2 separate regions of the Gossypium hirsutum genome follow, and region 1 is linked to region 2. A link is a contact called in public Hi-C data. All regions are on one chromosome and are shown on one strand. The core of a region is the stretch at or near the end of the contact, and the rest is flanking DNA. Distances in the headings are between cores, read along the strand shown. Region 1 holds the start of LOC107939997 (bromodomain-containing protein 7). Region 2 has its middle 6.1 kb from the start of LOC107962867.

What was found. Hi-C and Micro-C count contacts between places; a contact is called where the count stands out from the background.
Region 1: a contact with region 2 is called in a Hi-C map of leaf, with 2.2 times the contacts expected there. The contact joins the promoter of LOC107939997 here to the enhancer-like site in region 2. A contact is called at or near these places in 11 of 34 Hi-C or Micro-C datasets (anther, callus, fibers and 3 more).

The regions. Positions count from the first base shown.
Region 1 is chrA02:33,591,634-33,595,328 of Gossypium_hirsutum_v2.1, forward strand. LOC107939997 (bromodomain-containing protein 7) reads right to left here and starts at 1,398. Exons shown (of 10, transcript XM_016873409.2): 1 at 644-1,398. The coding sequence starts at 1,063.
Region 2 is chrA02:33,416,611-33,420,353 of Gossypium_hirsutum_v2.1, forward strand. No RefSeq gene overlaps it. Among protein-coding and RNA genes, the nearest start is that of LOC107962867, 6.1 kb to the left of the region's middle. Within about 2 kb of position 2,036, at least 3 of the 9 cell types and tissues checked have an H3K27ac peak or open chromatin away from gene starts, as enhancers often do. A contact at or near this core is called in hypocotyl and leaf, where this site is marked.

The DNA of each region.
Region 1 (3,695 bases), core at 148-2,647, 170 kb after region 2:
GATGGAGATTGTTTGCCTTGTTCATTGAAGAATTGGTGATGAAAAGTAGCATTAAAAAGCTACAACAAAGCAAAGCTAAGTACAAGAGAGCAGAAATTAAAGGGGGAAAAAAGTAGAACTATTCTTTTGTTTTTGATAAGCGAATTATTCTTAATATTAAAGAAAAGACAAATTGAAGCTTTTGGGTCTTCAGACATGATGGTCTGTGCATATCTTATTCTGCACATAAATAAAGGCCAGATAAATACAAGATAATAAAGAATAAAATTTGTAAAATTAGGAAATAAAGAAGATTTTCAACACAAATTCAGGTTTTCCGAAAATAAAGAAAAAAAAAGAGTAAGATAAATATCAAATAACCAAAAAAGAAAAAAGAAAAGCACATTTCACGACTTAGTCAAACCTGTCCAATGTCCATAATCTCCGATCCAATCACAAGAATTCAATTCACGCGCGAAATCCAAAAGTTCAATTTCAAAAAGGAAATAAATAAAAATATCCAAACAAAGTATAGGAAAATCTCTCTTTTTCTTTTCTTTTTTTCGTTCTTGTTTTGTCTGTTTTTGTTTCAAAAGACATCACTTCCAAAAACCCACAAAAAGCTATTTTGATTTTTTATATATATTCATGGATAACTAATCACCATTTGATCAGATCCTGGACTGAGGGTGGTAACTTTTCGTCGCTTGAGGGATGCCTTGGGATCGCCACCATCCGCGTTCGAATCGGAACCGCAGGAGGCCGAATTGTGAGCCGAAGGAATCGGATAATGGTGATGATTACGAGAAGAATTGAGGCCGAGCAATAGCTTATGCTTCTTCTGTTGGCGCTCGTCATCGTCATCATCATCATCATCACCATCTCCTCCAGCAATCCAATCGGGAATTGGGGAGCCTCCGTGGAGATTGGGGTTCCGGCGAGCGGATCGACGGCTGGAATTGGTAGAAGAAATAGTGTTTAGGACATTTGGGGGGTTTTGTTGAAGCGCTTGCTGCTGTTGATGTTGTTTGAGAGAGCGTTTCTGGATTTCTAAGAGGGAGGGTCTTCCCTTCTTCCTCTTCATTGTCTCTGCTGCTATCTCTCCTCCAATCTCATTACTGTATTCTTTTTTTTTTCTTGCCCTTTATTATTTTTGTTATTTTTTAATGGAAATATTGATTTTTTTTTTCTTTGATGGAGTAGGGGAGTGGAATCGCTGGGATAGGATGCCGGCGTGGAGGGAAAGTCACGTGAAATGGATGGGATGTGCCCCACTCTCACGTGACACGAATTTGAGTCTTTATTATTAGACTGTATTGCATGCATGTACATTAAATTTGTAATCTTTTTTTATAATATTAATCTTTCACTAAATCACCTAAAAAGGCCTATTTCTAAGTAAATTTATGAAAATAGCCGATTACAACATTATTACCGAAAATGACTATTTTTGGCAAAACACACCTACGTGGCCGCGTTTAAGGGAGAAAGTGCCAGCAAAGCGCATCCCCAAGGGAGCGTTTTTTGCCACGTCAGCAAAACACTCCCTTGGGGGCGCGCTTTGCTGGCAAATTTTCAACCCCAACGATTAAATTTTTTTGACCGTTGGGAGTTCTAACGGTAAAACAAAAATTATAAAAACCCCCTCCTCTCTTATTATTTTCTCACAAAATTTCTTAATAATTTAGCAAAAATTATCTACAATTTCTCCCTAAAGCTCTCAAATTTCTTATTAAATTTCTCAAAGCTCTTTGTAACTAGTTATTTACTTTTATTTTTTCCTAAATTAGTATTTTTTTTATAATTTCAAAAATATTTGATCGTGTTAGCAATAGTCAGAGAATTAATTCGTCTCGATTATAAACATATCTCCGTCGAACAAATGAAAATGGTAACAGTTTATTTTAATTTGTGAATATTATTTAATATTTTTTCATTTATGTAATTTTAATTAATTTTTATTTTATAATTTTTTATAACAGCCTGTAGATCGGGTGTTACAATATTATATTCATAACATGTCTGGTCAGCCATCACCGTTGATAGAAAATTACTTGAGGGAAGTGGGTTTTTAGCACGCGGCCATTATAGGCCAAAGGTGCAAGTTGGACCCGAAACTCATCAACGCATTAATAGAGAGGTGGATGCCAGAGACGCATACATTCCATCTTCCATGCGGAGAGTGTACTATCACTTTGGAGGACGTCCAAATACAATTAGGATTGCCGGTGGATGGGGCCGCACTCACCAGGTCCATTCAATCTGCTGACTGGGGAGTCATATGCTACGATCTTTTGGGTGCGATTCCAGATAATTTTTACGGAGGTCGGATTGAGATGAGCTGGTTACGAGACACATTCCCAGATCTGGAGAATGATTCGACTAAATTAGAAAGAATACGATATGCTCGGGCATACATCCTTGAGATGATTGGAGGTTATCTGATTCCAGACTTGTCACGAAACCTTGTATATTTGAGGTGTCTACGATTTTAGAGTAGCTGGCGAACTTAGTTAGGGGTCTGTTGTGTTGGCAACATTGTACCGAGAGATGTACGGGGCGACGCCACCAAATAAAGCAAAAATTGGAGGTTGTCTATCACTACTACAGTCATGGGCTCAATTTCGCTTTCCATTCTTACGTCCTCGAGTGAACCACCCATATACATTCCCACTCATAACAAGGTAAAATTTTTATTTGATTTTACAATTATTCCATAGATTTAAAATAAAATTGTATGCTGAAAATTTATTTAATTAGGTGGAACCACCCGGCGAGTTATGTTGGAATACCTACCACTCTTAAAGATATACGGCTTCTATTAGACCAACGGTCGAAAGCGTAAGTAAGTATTAAATAAAATATATATACATAAAATAGTCGTTTCATAAAATAGTCGTTTCATCTTTAGTATTTAGTATTTAGTATTTAGTATTATGTATATAACTAATATTTTTATCTCGTTCACATAGTTTCAATGGACACCATATGAGGATCCGGTAATACGGGCAGTAATTTCGAATGAATTATTTCAAAATCCGAACATTTAGCATGTTAAGGTCCCATTGGTCAACTATGCTATTGTCAAGATGCACCAGATGGATAGAGTGTTACGACAATTTAAATTCCGACAACCGATTCCTGAGGAACCTAAGGTGCTCGATGACCAGCACAGAATCAACTTACGGCAAACGAATACGAATTGGTCGTTATTTTGGTCTGAATATATCGAAATTTGGAAAAATTGTTATGACCATATACCTAATCGTGAATTGATCATCGTCCCAGAGTTAGTGTGCACCCCGGATGACATGCCATGGTTTAGGATCCATGGCAAGTCATATTTGCTATCAGAAGAGCAGAGGCATTGGCAAATCCGTGTGGAAAGAGAACGATGAGGCCTTTTAAATCCAAGGATAAGGGATGACAGCAACGGCCCATCAACAGCATCCACACAATCACCGGGCCCAATGCCTCAACCTACGACACCCACATCATAGCCCTTTCAGATTATGCCAGGTGCGTATCCTAGCTTTTATATGTATCCTAACCCATATATGTTTACTTTTTCCAGTCCTATGCTAGGTTGGAATGCACGGCCTGGTGCATCTCCTTTCTCGATGACTCCAACTCAACCGATGATATATAGGCTATCATCACCGGAGGGATCGCATGAGGCACCGTCAAGGAGCTCATCTCATTACTATTCCCCATCG
Region 2 (3,743 bases), core at 786-3,285:
TACCCATAGACCTTGAGGACGCCATTGATTCCAAACCATCGGCTACCGGTTACCCTCTCTAAATACATGTGTAACTCGAACCATCCCAAATAGTTGGAATAGATCTTTAATAGCTCATAACATAGCTGAGTGATATTGTTCTATTGAAATTACTTGAATTAAATGAATAGTTGCAATATTATCCATCTTAAGCGCCACCTTTTTTAACCCTAAATTCCAAGCTACTTGCAGCCCCTCAAGAGCACCCCAAAGCTCGAGATTGAGTACAGAATAGTGGAAAATATTTTTTAAAAGACAAACAATCCAATTGCCATGTTGGTCACGGATTAAACCACCAGCTGAAACATTCCTAGACACATTACTAGCAACAGCATCGATATTCAATATTTTTAGAATTGACATTTTATTACATATAAAACAATTTCCATATAATTAAGATAATTAATTTTTTGAATAAATAATCATAATATATTATTTTTGGTATTTTTTATATCCACCTTATGGTGCATGTTTGGGGTTGGGGATTGCAGCTCCCAATAATGATATCTCTAAGGTTTGAACCATTTCATATTGTGAGTGTCATGTATCTTATTACTACACTCAACACTTGTTGATATCATAAAATATTAAATGCATAATATAACACAAAGCGAAATTTGAAATCATTGATGTATAAAAAAATTTCTAAACTCTCCATATAGGATTTTTTTTTCTTTGTAAATATTATATAGTTTTTGTATATCATTTGACATCTAAGTTTGACACTTCTCTTAATGTGACACTTATGTTTTTCTTTTGTCCAATGTGATACCTATACTTGGACAAAGTTATACATTTTGATACTCACGAATAATGATATTAACTTTTAGTGTTTAATTCACTTTTTAAGGTTGATTTGATGAAATTTGATGAGAATTAATCACTAATATTATAAGGTCTAAATTTTCATGATTGTGTTAATAGAATAAAATTAGTATTAATTGTGAATTTTTTAAATTTTGTGTTTAATTTGTTAAATACACTAAGGTGACTATGGTTTTTCTTTAATTTGAAGAAAGTTGATTGCTAATATTATTAGTAAATTATAAATTTTTATTAAATCAACTCAAAAATTTGAATTAAATATTAAAAAGTTAACACTATTACTTTTAAAAACTAAAATATATATTTTTTAGCAAATATAAACATCACATTAGAAAAAAAAAAACACAAATATCATATTAAAATGATGTCAAATATAAATACAAACTAATGTATTAACTATTAAGTCTATTATATATAAATAAATATAATATAAGCAAATTGAATGCATATAATCAATTAACAATGATCCATCTATGATTACGATGATGTGACCTGTTTTTCTTTACCTTCTCAAAAATGGGTGCCTCTTTTCTTAATAAAGCAAACTAAATGCAATCAAGTAACCATTTATTTTTGGAAGAAAAATGCATGCAATTAATTAACAATAGAATGCATTAGGTAAAGATAAAAATAGAGGGAAACAATGAGTCGTAAACATATATTATATATACCTAGAATGATTTATTTCACAATTCAATTTTATAAAAAGGTATTTTAATTTTTTTATTTTTTATTTTTATTTTTTACTTGTTAAACTTATAGTGTTTATTAAATCATTTTAAAATAGAAAAAAAATATTAACATTTGTTAATTTTACTAATGTGACATACAAGTAGATTATCATGTGGATACTACATCAATAATTAATTATTTTTTAAAATTTCAAAAGTATTTTAATTATAAAAAAGTATAAAAATTATAAAAATCTTTTTAAATTTTAAAAAATTAATTAATTACTAATATGGTATACTCCTGGTTAATAAACAAACATTAACTTTTTTATCTATTTTGAAACAATTTATCATATAATACAAAATCAAAGTCTAAAAAATAATAAATAATAAATAAAAGACTAAAATAACTTTTTTATATAAAATTAGAGAGTTGTAATCAACAAGGGCCTACCATTTCATACGAGTACTTAAACAAGGAACTATACTTGGGTTGGTAGTTTGGAGTAGGTGAGGGTATCCACTAGCCAACCCAAGACCCGGTCTAACTAGACTAGTTCCATCTTTATTATTAATTAATTTATTAACTACATTCTAATACTAGCAAAATTAATTAATCTATACCAAAGGTGTCAAGGATTTTCCTCATACCGACACATAGCACACACCTTCTATGCTTCTTTCCTCTTCTTCTTTTTTTTTTTTTTCACATTTTATAAAAGTGGTAAATTTTAAGTTTTGATTCTTAACTTTAATTTCTACCATAATTTTATTTCTATATTTTATAATATAATTAATTAGTTCAAATAGTTAATATTGTTAATTTTTCATTTAAAATGTTACGTGGTTCCATATAAATTAAAAATAATAAATTTAAAAAGTAAAAGGAAAATTTTCTTAAAAATAAAAATAAAATGACTAAATTCCAAATGTACGAAATGTATGGACTTAAATTCATATTTATTTGAATCAATCAATGTATCAGTTCGAAGAGAAGTATCAAATCAATTGACCCACAAATCAATACAGGCCGATTGAACCAAGTTACAAAGCAAATTGAGCTGGTTTTTTATTTTTAAAATATTTCTTTCTTTTTTAATATTTATTCAATCGAATCATATGAACTAGATGCCTAACCGATTCGACTACTGATTTAGTTTTGAAAATTTTACTTAGAGCATATTTTAATTTATAAAATTTTACTTTATAATTTGATATAAACAAATAATCGCTAACCATCATATATCATACTAATTAAAATTTTAAAGTTGGTAAGAGGGATGTATGGATTTTTAGTTTCTACAAGAATATATATTCAAAAGTTTGCGTTCATCAGCAAAATATTAGAAAATGGAATATAATTATATTCTAATTAAATCAATCACAAATATTAAAATAATAAGTAATTGTAAACACAACGCAAAATTATGTAATTAAAAACTTACAAAAAAATATTAACTAAAATAAAGTTAAATTTATCAAATAAACATTAAACAATAAATAAAATATCTATTGAAAAATTAATATCATTTGAAATCTTTCAAATTTCTTTGTAATGATTTAAATCTAGACTATTTTTCGGAAGGAAAACAATCAAGAATAAGCTACAATTTAGGGTTTATCTATATTATCTCCTTAAACAGGTAAATATTATAGTTGGTTATGGGACAATCATTGCAACTGACAACAAAAGCAAATCAGTAATATCTCGCAGAAATGTCCACTGGAAGTTAAAACTTTTACGGGTTGACATATGCTCGCTACTACAACAAGTGTATCTTACAATTCAACGTGGACATCATCTAATGGAACACTTTATTTGGGGAGCAACGACATAAACATCAAAAATTGATTCTGATATTTATTGACATTAATGTTTATTATTATTTTGTCCTCGCACCAAAAAAAAAAATTTATTGTTTTTTTAAATAACTTCCAATGAATTAAGTCGAAAAGCCTTTTGTAAATGTAAAAATCAATTAAAAAATAATAATCATTTTTATTATAATAGAAATGTATTTTATTTTATGCAAAAAAATTAAAAGTGAGAAAAAAATTTTACTATTATATAGACAATTTTTTTAACTCATACATATTGGTATAATTTTTATTTTAATTTTCTAATGAATTAATTTAGAAATATTAATTGCAACACAATATCTAGCAATGATGTATATAAATTGTTTAATAATTTTTCCTTTAATATGT